2 separate regions of the Mus musculus genome follow, and region 1 is linked to region 2. The links are chromatin contacts, called in public Micro-C maps. All regions are on one chromosome and are shown on one strand. The core of a region is the stretch at or near the end of the contact, and the rest is flanking DNA. Distances in the headings are between cores, read along the strand shown. Region 1 has its middle 19 kb from the start of Sp5. Region 2 overlaps Myo3b (myosin IIIB).

The links. Hi-C and Micro-C count contacts between places; a contact is called where the count stands out from the background.
Region 1: a Micro-C map of embryonic stem cells shows a contact between it and region 2, with 2.5 times the contacts expected there. The contact joins two enhancer-like sites. A contact is called at or near these places in 10 of 39 promoter capture datasets (cranial neural crest, embryonic stem cells, frontonasal cranial neural crest and 5 more), 5 of 484 Hi-C or Micro-C datasets (cerebellar granule neurons, cerebellum, embryonic stem cells and 1 more), 1 of 115 datasets of contacts at active chromatin or transcription factors (embryonic stem cells) and 1 of 9 other capture datasets (embryonic stem cells).

Annotation. Positions count from the first base shown.
Region 1 is chr2:70,453,429-70,458,236 of GRCm38.p6, reverse strand. No RefSeq gene overlaps it. Among named protein-coding and RNA genes, the nearest start is that of Sp5, 19 kb to the left of the region's middle. Within about 2 kb of position 2,051, at least 20 of the 459 cell types and tissues checked have an H3K27ac peak or open chromatin away from gene starts, as enhancers often do. A contact at or near this core is called in embryonic stem cells, where this site is marked.
Region 2 is chr2:70,339,099-70,344,195 of GRCm38.p6, reverse strand. All of the region lies in intron 30 of Myo3b (myosin IIIB), which reads right to left. Among named protein-coding and RNA genes, the nearest start is that of Sp5, 130 kb to the left of the region's middle. Within about 2 kb of position 3,700, at least 8 of the 459 cell types and tissues checked have an H3K27ac peak or open chromatin away from gene starts, as enhancers often do. A contact at or near this core is called in embryonic stem cells, where this site is marked.

The sequences.
Region 1 (4,808 bases), core at 802-3,301, 120 kb before region 2:
TAATTTTCTTGACATTTTAGTGCTGCCAGATCTCAGCGTTTTATAAAATGTTTTAGACAAATGTGTTGTGGGCTGAGGCAAAGCAGAACTCCAACCTGGGATCTCAGGGGGACTCAAGGCTGCTTCTTCCCCTTAAAGCTCATTCATTTGCCTCCTGGGGTGAAGGCGCTGTGGTTGGTTGTAGTCTTCACTTCCAAAGAGCCTTTGTCACGTGGGTGATGCCCTGGTCTCCCATCCCAGGACCAAGCCAGGCTTTCTATGTCATCTGTAAGAGTGACTTCATCAACCTTCAGACTCCGGAGGACTTAGGAATACAACAAGGTAGATGTAAATAGAAGAGGAAGAACCAAATACATGTCTGTGTACTTTTACTTTCTTCCTGCGAGATTCACTCTCTCTCCTCTCTGTATAACACCCACCGTGAGCTATGTTTTCTGAAAGCAGGGTAACTATGGAGTTTCTTTAAAACATTTCTGGGGGCAGGAGCTGAGGACCGAACCTCAGGTCTAGTGCATGACACAGCAGCTTACATTCCTAGTTTGGATTCCAGAAGAGCAAGTAACTCAGCCACTGTGCAACCGGAGAGGTGCGGCTGAGCAGTTCTGAGGGCTCTCCTTACCTCTCAGGGCCCAATTTCTGCGAAATAAGGACTGCGGCTTCTGCCTCTGTTTTTGTTTCTGGACTCTAAGGACACACTAGAGACGCTTTTTTTTTTTTTTTTTTCTTTCCTATGTTGCTTTCAGGAAGATTTTTTTTTTCTACTCAGTCTTTTTATAAAGACCAGTTTACACACACACACACACACACACACACACACACACACAAATGTACAATTAAATTTACTATTTTAACCATTTTAGTTTTTATTTCTCATTTTGTAAAATGGAAAGCTGTCTTCTCATTAAATATCTCTCCATCCCTTTCTGTCCCCAGCCCATGCCACCTACCGTTCTACTCTCTGGCCCTGTGGATTTAACACTTCATATCCACTGGGTGAGAAGAGGCATATGTACTTGTCCTTTTGTGCTGTCTCATTGCTCTTACTACAATGTCCTCAGGCTTCACCCTGTTGTAGAGGGAGGAGCAGTTGCCTCCCCTTTAAAGACCAGAGTAATGACCCTCAAACAAGAGAAGTAAGAGAAAGAAAAGAAACCCTCCTCGATCATAAATTTAAAGGGAGAAACAGGCCTTGAAGTCCAACCTAGTTTTAAATATGGACGTTGAGAGTCAGAGGAGGTAAGAGGGCCATGGCAGGCTACCTCAAAGCTTAGCAGGGCTCTCTGGGGCACACAGACTCTGTGTAAGGAGGGAGAGGGTGGGGTCTGCTGAGCATGATCCTGGACATAGAGGTTTAAAGAGCACTGGACAGAAGGAAAAATAGCCTGAGTAGTCCTGCATACACCTTGAGTGTAGGGACTGGGAAAGGGGCAGGCATGGGGTGCCTAACACTGAGAAGGAGCCTGGCATACAGACATGGGGGAGGACCTGCCATGGAAACTCAAGGATATGGAATGCCCAGGCTCAGAAAAGTGCTAGTAAACAAGACACGCAGCACCTCTGCCCCCCCCCCCCCCCGCGCGCGCGCTTCCCAGAAGCTCTGTGGGTGGCCCCAGGACAGAGAGGCGGCTCCCCTCTCACTAGTTTCTCAGGGAAATGGGAAACCTTCAGTCCTTCAGTAGCGATTTTCTTCCTTTTGGGGTTTTGGAGACCCAGATAAACCCCGAGCCAGCCGCCATGCATAAGCTGTTGATTATAGACCTGCTTTTAATCGGCGGCAATTAACAAGCCGCTTGAAACGTTGCTATGCACTGGGGGACAAGGTGTTAACACGTTTGGCACCCATCTGGAGGAAACCAGCCAGAATAGTTTGTCACAGGGTCAATCAGCATCGGTCAGCTGGGACGCAGGCATCCCCTGTTAAGGGGCTGTAGTTAAGGATGAAATCGCAAATCATGAAATAGGCCCTGGAAACTGGGCCCTTAGGTACTCATGGTCCTGGAGTATACCAGTGAGCGAAGGACTCAGAATTCTCGAGGCAACAGCAAGCTGTCCAAGCCAGTAAGCAATTCAAGACTGCGTGTTGCCCTGCTGGCTACTTCTGGCTTACATCAGCTCTCCCATGACTACGTGTCTGCTGTCCCGGCCCATCTCTCCAATCTTAGAGCTGTACAGTATGTGACATGTTGAAACTTTCCACTTCATTTAATGACTCTGAGCATCAAGCTGTTGGTGTGTCACTTGTTTCTTTTTATTGTTGTATAATATTCCACTGTGTGTACCCATCCTGGTTTATTTATTTACTCCTCAAAGGACATTTTGGTTGTAAAAGTTTGAGGTGATTTCAAATAATTTCGCTGTAAATATGGCGTACAAGTGTGTAACTACTTGATTCTCACTTCATTTTCGTGCAATGTCTTCTAGAATCCCAGTGAGAATCTTTGGTCTATGGGCTGGAAAGATGATTTGGTGGTTGAGTAAACTTTTTGTCCTTGCAGAGACCACGGTGGCTCACAACCACCCATCATTTTGGTTCTTTTCAGGCTCCAAGCATGTGGTGTAGAGACATACACGCAGGCAAACACTTATATGCATAAAATAAATAATAAGTAAAAAAGAAACATTTAACTTGAGAGAAAATGAAGAAAAGATAGGTCGTTTCTGAAAATCCCGACTATTTATGCACCCTCTGTGTGACTGGGCTCTGGGTAGGGGCTTGGAGTTGAAGTCTTGCCTTTGCCACTTGATCTCAAAGCCTCCCCATGCTGCAGGCAGCTCAATAACACCAGCCCTGACATTATTGTGAGCATGCAGTATAGATGTGCAGGTGTCAGCTTGAAGGTATAGCTTCCATGCTGGTGAGATGGCTCAGCAGGTAAAGGCACTTGCTGCCAAGCCTGAGACCAGAGTTTGCTCACTGGGATCACATGGTAGAAGGCAAGAACCAGCTCCTACAAGCTGTCCACTGATTTACACACACACACACACACACACACACACACACACACACACACACACACACACCCTACCACACACAAAATAAGTAAATGTAATTTAAAGAACAACCCTGTAGCTCTATAAAGTAGCACTGGCTATTACACTGCAAATCCAATATCATTCCTTCAGTCTAGTCAACTCCTGACTCCTCGGTGACCATTACAATGGACACTGGTCCGAGTGGAGGCTCATGACATTAATCTCAGCACTCAGGAGCAAGAGACAAGGGAGGTGGATCTCTGAGTTCAAGACCAGCCTAGTCTACAAAGCAAATTGTAGGACACCCAGGGATTTACAGAGAAACCTTGCCTTGGGGGAGGGGGGGGGAAGGACACTTTGGATCTTGCATGTCAGCCTTAATGAACTCCACAGTGATGCCCTGCTGTGGACTCTGTATGGGCTAAGGTCTGAGGTTGGGTAGCACTGCTTTCTGAGTACCTTCCCCTGGAAGTACTTGCCCTCCAGTGTGCTGTGAATCTCTCTAGCCTGCCCTTTCCTAGTCCACTTTCTGAGCATTAGAATGCCTCTCAGCCCATGTCTGTTTTGGAGTGTGGCCTTCTCAGAGGCAGGGACTGTGGGTCTTGTTTACCACGTATCTCTGGTACCTCACCTCTTGTTTGTCATTAGGGCTTCATTAAATGCATACGAGTCAAGATCCTGCTCATGGATATTAGCAAAGGGTTTACCACCCAGTTAGTTCCCCTAGAAGATCTAGGTCTGCTGTATGCAAGGTGATCTCTATTAAGGACGCCTCTGCCCAAGGGAGAACCCTGCATCAGACACTGATGACAGTTTCAAGGCCACCAGCTTCACTGGGGTGAACACTAGGAGGGAAACACAGCAGGCAGACCAAGGTAGCATGAGCTTCCAGCTGTAAGAGAGGAACTAGTCAGGACTTAAAGTTAGAAAAGACTAGTAAGTACTAGCTGCAAGTGATGTCTAAGTCCTAGCTGCAAGTGATGCAGATAGCCCACTAGCCCTGGGAATTGTTTATGATAAGATGTGGGAAACTATACCTGTGTTAGTTGCTGTCCTGCTACTGTAACACAACACCTGACACAAACAACTGATATGAGGTTAGGTTTATATTGGCTCACAGTTGAGGAAATAAAGTCTATATTATACCAGGACAGGCAAGGTGACTGGGAGCTCTAGCAGAGGGAGCTTGTAGTAGCTGCTTGCTGCATGGTGCCCACTGTACAGAGAGAGCTCAGCTGTAATCAGGGCGGGGCTTTATAACCTGGGACCAACTTTCTCCTCAAGGTTCTGCAATTACTCAAAGTATCACCATCAGCCAGGCACCAAGTCAAAGGCATGAGCTTGTTCAGGAATTCAGGCATAGATTCTGGCTCCAGATTGAGTCCCAGGTCTTCCACTTACTACTTGCTCTGTCTGTGACTGTTCACACCGTATACCTGTCTATGACTGTTCACACTGTACCTGTCTGTGATTGTTCACGCCGTCATACCCAGCTGTGACTGTTCACACCGTACCTGTCTGTGACTGTTCACACTGTACCTGTCTGTGCTTCTTTTCCTCATCCATAAAATGATGGGAACAGTGGTATTTACTCCTTGGGTAAAGAGAATTAAAATAGTTAATAAATACAAGGGGATTAGAATCGTGAACATAACGAGATCGTCCAGTGTTTAAGCATGGAGACACACAAATATGAGAGGGTTCTGCAAGATTCTGATGACAGGAAAGCACAGCTCTGCTGCATAATTGCTTCAAGTAAGGCTTCCTGAAGATTCTGCCTGCTATTTTAAAATCCCACGCTTGGGTAAGTATGCGGAGAACAGCAAAGCTGTGGC
Region 2 (5,097 bases), core at 2,451-4,950:
GCCTCTCAAGGCTTCTTGTTCTCTCTCTTTCTCTCTCTCTCTCTCTCTCTCTCTCTCTCTATGTGTGTGTGTGTGTGTGTGTGTGTGTGTGTGTGTTGTATGTGCCTGTCTGGTGTGTGTCAGAGCACAGTTCAAGAATAGGGTCCTGTGAGAATTCTGAGTGCTTGTAAGAAATCTCCAAAAAAAAAACAAGAGTCCTATGACCTCAGTTTCTTTAAAACACAAACTTGTTCTTAGAATATTTTCATGCTCCTCCTAGGTGTAGCAGGTAGGAGTGAGTTTACTTCAGCTGTGCCTCTATGGAAAAAAAAGGCTTTTGCCAAATGTGGCATCCTTGTGATTGTACACTTTACTCAGGTGACACTTCTTAACCCTGAGAGGACAAATTGTTAGATGCTTTGAATAAAGTTGGCTGTTGCACAAGACTTAAGTTCAACTCGTTTTTTAGGCCCCGCTCTCCCAGGGTTCACACTGTCAGCTAGAGAGATATATGTGCATGCACAGAGGCCAGGGGAAGACACCAGTTCCCCTGCTCTGCCTGCCTCGCCCTTATCTACTCCCTGAGACAGGATCTCTCATTGAACTTGTAGCTAGGCTGACAGCAAGGAAGGCCCAGTGCCCCTTGTGTCTCTGGGCCCCCAGTACTGGAATCACAGGCATGAGTAGCCATGAGTGCTGGCATCTGAACTTAGGTCTTCATTCTTGTATAGCAAGCTCTCTTACCCACTTAGCCATCTCTCCAGCTCTATTGTCTAGTTCTAATAAGGAATAAAGAACTCTCCAAGGGTTGAGGGTATAATGCGAAGGGCACTCCAGCATTCCTAGCATTGCCGCTCCTCTTCCCTGATCTGGTCCAGGTGCTGTTGCCTATCTTTACCTTGTATGCTCTTTAGCTTTGAACACACAAAGTGGAAGGTGTTAAAATGTTCTTTAAAGGACAGATGACTGCGTGAATCTGAGTGTGTGCGCTAATGAATCTTTTATTACAAAAATGAGAATGTTTTACTTTTTCATTCATTACTACCATTACCACCACAAGTAGGCCCCTGCCAAGGCCCAGTGACATCTCTCAGGTTAGAGTCACATTCAACTCAGCTCCTTGTGAACACTGTCACCTCTCATGTCCACCTGGTTCCAAAGTAAGCAATCCTGAGACGCTTTTTGGTCTCCACCTCCAACCTATCTGCCTTTTCCACTCTAGGTGAAACTGCAGCCCTCCTTTCTCTTCGATACCGAATACAAAGGTTATGAAAACATGGCTCTGCAGATGATTTGCCTGGTTCACATTCAGATGAGCTAAGGGTCTGTGCCTAAGCTGCAGAGGAAACTGTCCTGGAGTCTGATCAAGGGAGAAGCACAAAGTCAGTAGGCACCATGACCAGGTTAACTTCCATGGTCAATTGAATTAAGGAGGTACCTCATTAATGGGTGTGTGCTAGGGGAACTTTTCCAACGATGATTAGCTGAGGGGAGAAGACTTGCCCTGAGTGTGGGAGGCACTATTCCATGGGTTCCAGACTGAACAAGCAAAGGGGTGAAAGGAAAAAGCCTGCTGGGTGCCAGCGTCCCCCTTTCTACCCCATTGCATCTCTGCTGTGGTGGACTGCATCTTCAGACAGAAAGCCAGGGTAAACCCTTCCTCCTTTAAGAGCTTGTCGCAGCGATAAGCAGAGTGACTACTACCAGAATCCCCTTGCCTTGTGAACTTTCAGCTCTACTAACTGGAGTGTCTACCAGTTCTGGCACTATTTGTTAGCTGAGAGACAGGTTATGAGTCTCCAGGCATCTGAATCTCAACAATTGCTAATCTATGAAAATGTATCAATGTCTGTCTTCTTTCCTCACCAAAATAAATGACTAGAAGACCTTGCAGCAAAATATTTCCAATTTCTTCCTTTTTTCTGATCAAGACTATTTTTGTGATGAAAAGTGACACATACCCCACTGGTACTCTCTCCTATGCATGCACCAAGGGAGAAGATGACACAGGTGGGGATAATCTTCACAGCGAGCTAAAATTAGCATCCAGATGTATAGCTTTTCAGATACTTTTCTACACATTTAATATGTATTTTAAAAACTAGTGGCTCATGACTGTTATGTGAAGTGACATACCAGCATTTTAGAGTTCCTCTTATGATCCTGAGCATATATTTATATAACTGTATAATACCATCATATTTATGGTTGTATAGTGTTTCATTGAATGATTAGCATACGTGACTATATAATGTATTTTAAATACTCAGCTTGTGCTGTGCAGTTTTGCACTGAGTGATTAATACAAATGAATTGAGTAATAACACATTTGTAAACATTTAAATGGTGTCCATCTCTCACATTACGAATGAGGGACCATTGAGTACTCAATGGGCATGGCTCTGAGTTCCAATTCATTTAGTTCCCTGGGATAAATATTTGGTGTGAAGTTGTTGGGCCTAAGAGTGAGAAAATCCTTTTTCTATTCCAAGGGTTTAAATTACATCATCAGTTTCTCCCCTAAAAAGTAACAAAGCTTAACATCTAGCCACAGATGTATGGAAGGTCCATTTTTCCATTGTATCTCCAACACTAGATGTTATCAGTCTTTTTAATCTTCACATGTTTTTGTCAGAAATAGGTACCTTGATATTTTCCTTACATTTATAAAGAGGAAAACATCATCATGAGCTTTAATATATGATATCATGGGACTATGAAGGGCAGACTAGAAGAAGAAGGACCTTAACAGGGTACAGCTGGGCAACAGGGACCCCATATGCTTGCGTCTCACAGCTTGGCTTTTGGTTGGTTTTTCTCATTTGTTTTGGATACTCAGCACTTTTTATAAAAATATTGAAACACACATCTTACATCTCTCTCGAGTGAGTATTGCTGCCAAAGGAGTTAGTTATGCAAATCCCACTTAAATATGTGGATATGTGATTGCTCTTAAGTAGACGTAGGTTTCTGTTTTAGAACACCGCTCAAGGACTGATTTATCTGAAGGGCTCCAGGAGCTAATAAATGTCTCATATAAGTCAGTACCAGTTAGGTTTGTGAACTTATGCTAATTTCCCGAACCCTACTAGGCTTTTAAGGATGGTCATATTTGTTCACCCCATTGTTTTTCTCCAACTGGGATCCTACCGTGTTAATTTGTCAGCTCTTGGGTTCTTGTTTCTTTCCTTTCCTCCCTGGTCTGCACTATGTTACTGCAGACAGCTGTCGCTATAAAAGCCTAAGGTGGGAACAGAAAGGTTTTCTTCCTTCTGATGAAAACGACGCCTTATTGGACAGCCACTCGGAAAGCTGTCTTGGACCATTAGCGTCCCAGCCTCCAGCGGAGAAAAGGACTGGAATGGAAGCAGGGTCAGGGGGCTCTGCGATCTCAATGTGTATGCAGCACTGTCTGAGGGTCGCAGCCTGACAGAATAGCAGAGCAAGTCTTCACACAGCACTGGAGTTCAGGGGCGGGCCGGTGTGATGTCACCGGAAAACTGCAGCAGTGCGACCGCAGTAGCAGCAGCAGCAGCAGCAGCAGCAGCAGCAGCAGCAGCAGCAGCAGCCTCCTGGATGCCCGGAGAGAACTGAGGTCTTGGTTGCTTCATTCATTCTGGAACTCCAGCAAATGATTCACGTCCCCCATTTCACAGACCAGAGGGAGGGAACTGGGCTATCTGAATAAACAGAACTGGTCAGAACCAGATGGAAACCAGATCTGGCTGCCACAGAGCCTGCCTGCGCTCTCTGTCTGCAGCATTGTTTTGTTACCGGACTAGCGTGCCACCATTACATTGGGGATCATAATGAATGTCCAAAGGGAAGCAATGACAAGGCCTCCAAGCGGCTTCTTTTGTTTCACCTCTGCTTTGTCCTTTGAGTAGGTTTTGTCTTCTGACGGACTTCCACTTGGTTGTTCAGTCCGGTCTTGAACTACTAGGCACAGGAAACATCCCTGGCTCCGCCCCTTGAGTAGCTAGGCCTACAGCCACAGGTCTCCTCACTCAGCGTGGCCGTGGTCGGGTTTTGAAATGGCTTATGGGTTGACCTATGTAGAGTCATAGTGTTAGCACCTTAAAAACTGAATTAGCACCACGTATGGTGCCACACGCCTTTCATCCCAGCACCTGGAAGGCAGAGGCAAGCAGATCTCTATGAGTCTGAGGCTAGCCTTGTTTACATAGTGAGTTCCAGACTAGTCAGTGCCATATAGAAAGATTCAGTCTAAAACCAAACCAAACCAAACCAAACAAACAAACAAAAAACCTAAACAACCAAAACCCCAAACCGATGGCACTAGATAGATATTTACTGAAGTTCAGCAGGAGTGATGGAAAGGATTGTGATCTGCAGAGAACTAGGCAGGAGAGTTGGGGAGAAGGCTGGGGAACTGCCTTGGGCTTTCATTGTAACTTTTTGTATTAACCGCATTTCAAAGTTCCACAAGAGATGCAGGAATTTCTGAGCATGGCAGCACACCTATTGCTTTGTCTTTGTCTTTCACAGGGCTGTAGTCAGGAGCACTGACACACAAACGCAGGAACCTTCTCTGAACTCTGGAGACATCTGACATCCTTTATCTCCTAAGTACCGAAGTATCCGGTTCTCAAAAGGAAGGGTGTTCTCTTACCAGAGTGCAGTGTCTAAAATCGGAAAATTAAGATTAGTAGCAAGACTCTATGACTCACTCCACGGTGTTCTGATTTTTGCAAAAGATGCCAGGGGCAACTTCTGTAGCAGAAGAAACCCAGGATTGGGGGTGGGGGGGTGGGGATGGGGGTGGTGGTCACATTCTCTTATGTCTCCTTCCAGCTGGGAAAGCGCCTCAGCCATCCCCTCTGTTTCGTTTTGTAGCCTACTGGCCAGTTATCTTCCAACAGACTCCTCTGTTGGGGTCTGTCTGCTGTTTCCTCAGGATTAAATCCAGGTCATGCTCATTTGGCAGGAAATCCGCAGACAAGGTGCTGTTCTGAGGGTTGCGTGCGGTCTGGTGGCTCCATCTCTGTGATGCTGTCATTTGGTCACAGTGGCTTCTGCAAGGTTCCTCTGTGTCCTTCTACAGCTTTCTTGTGGGGATTTATTCTGACATTATGAAAATAGCTTGTTATTCCCTCG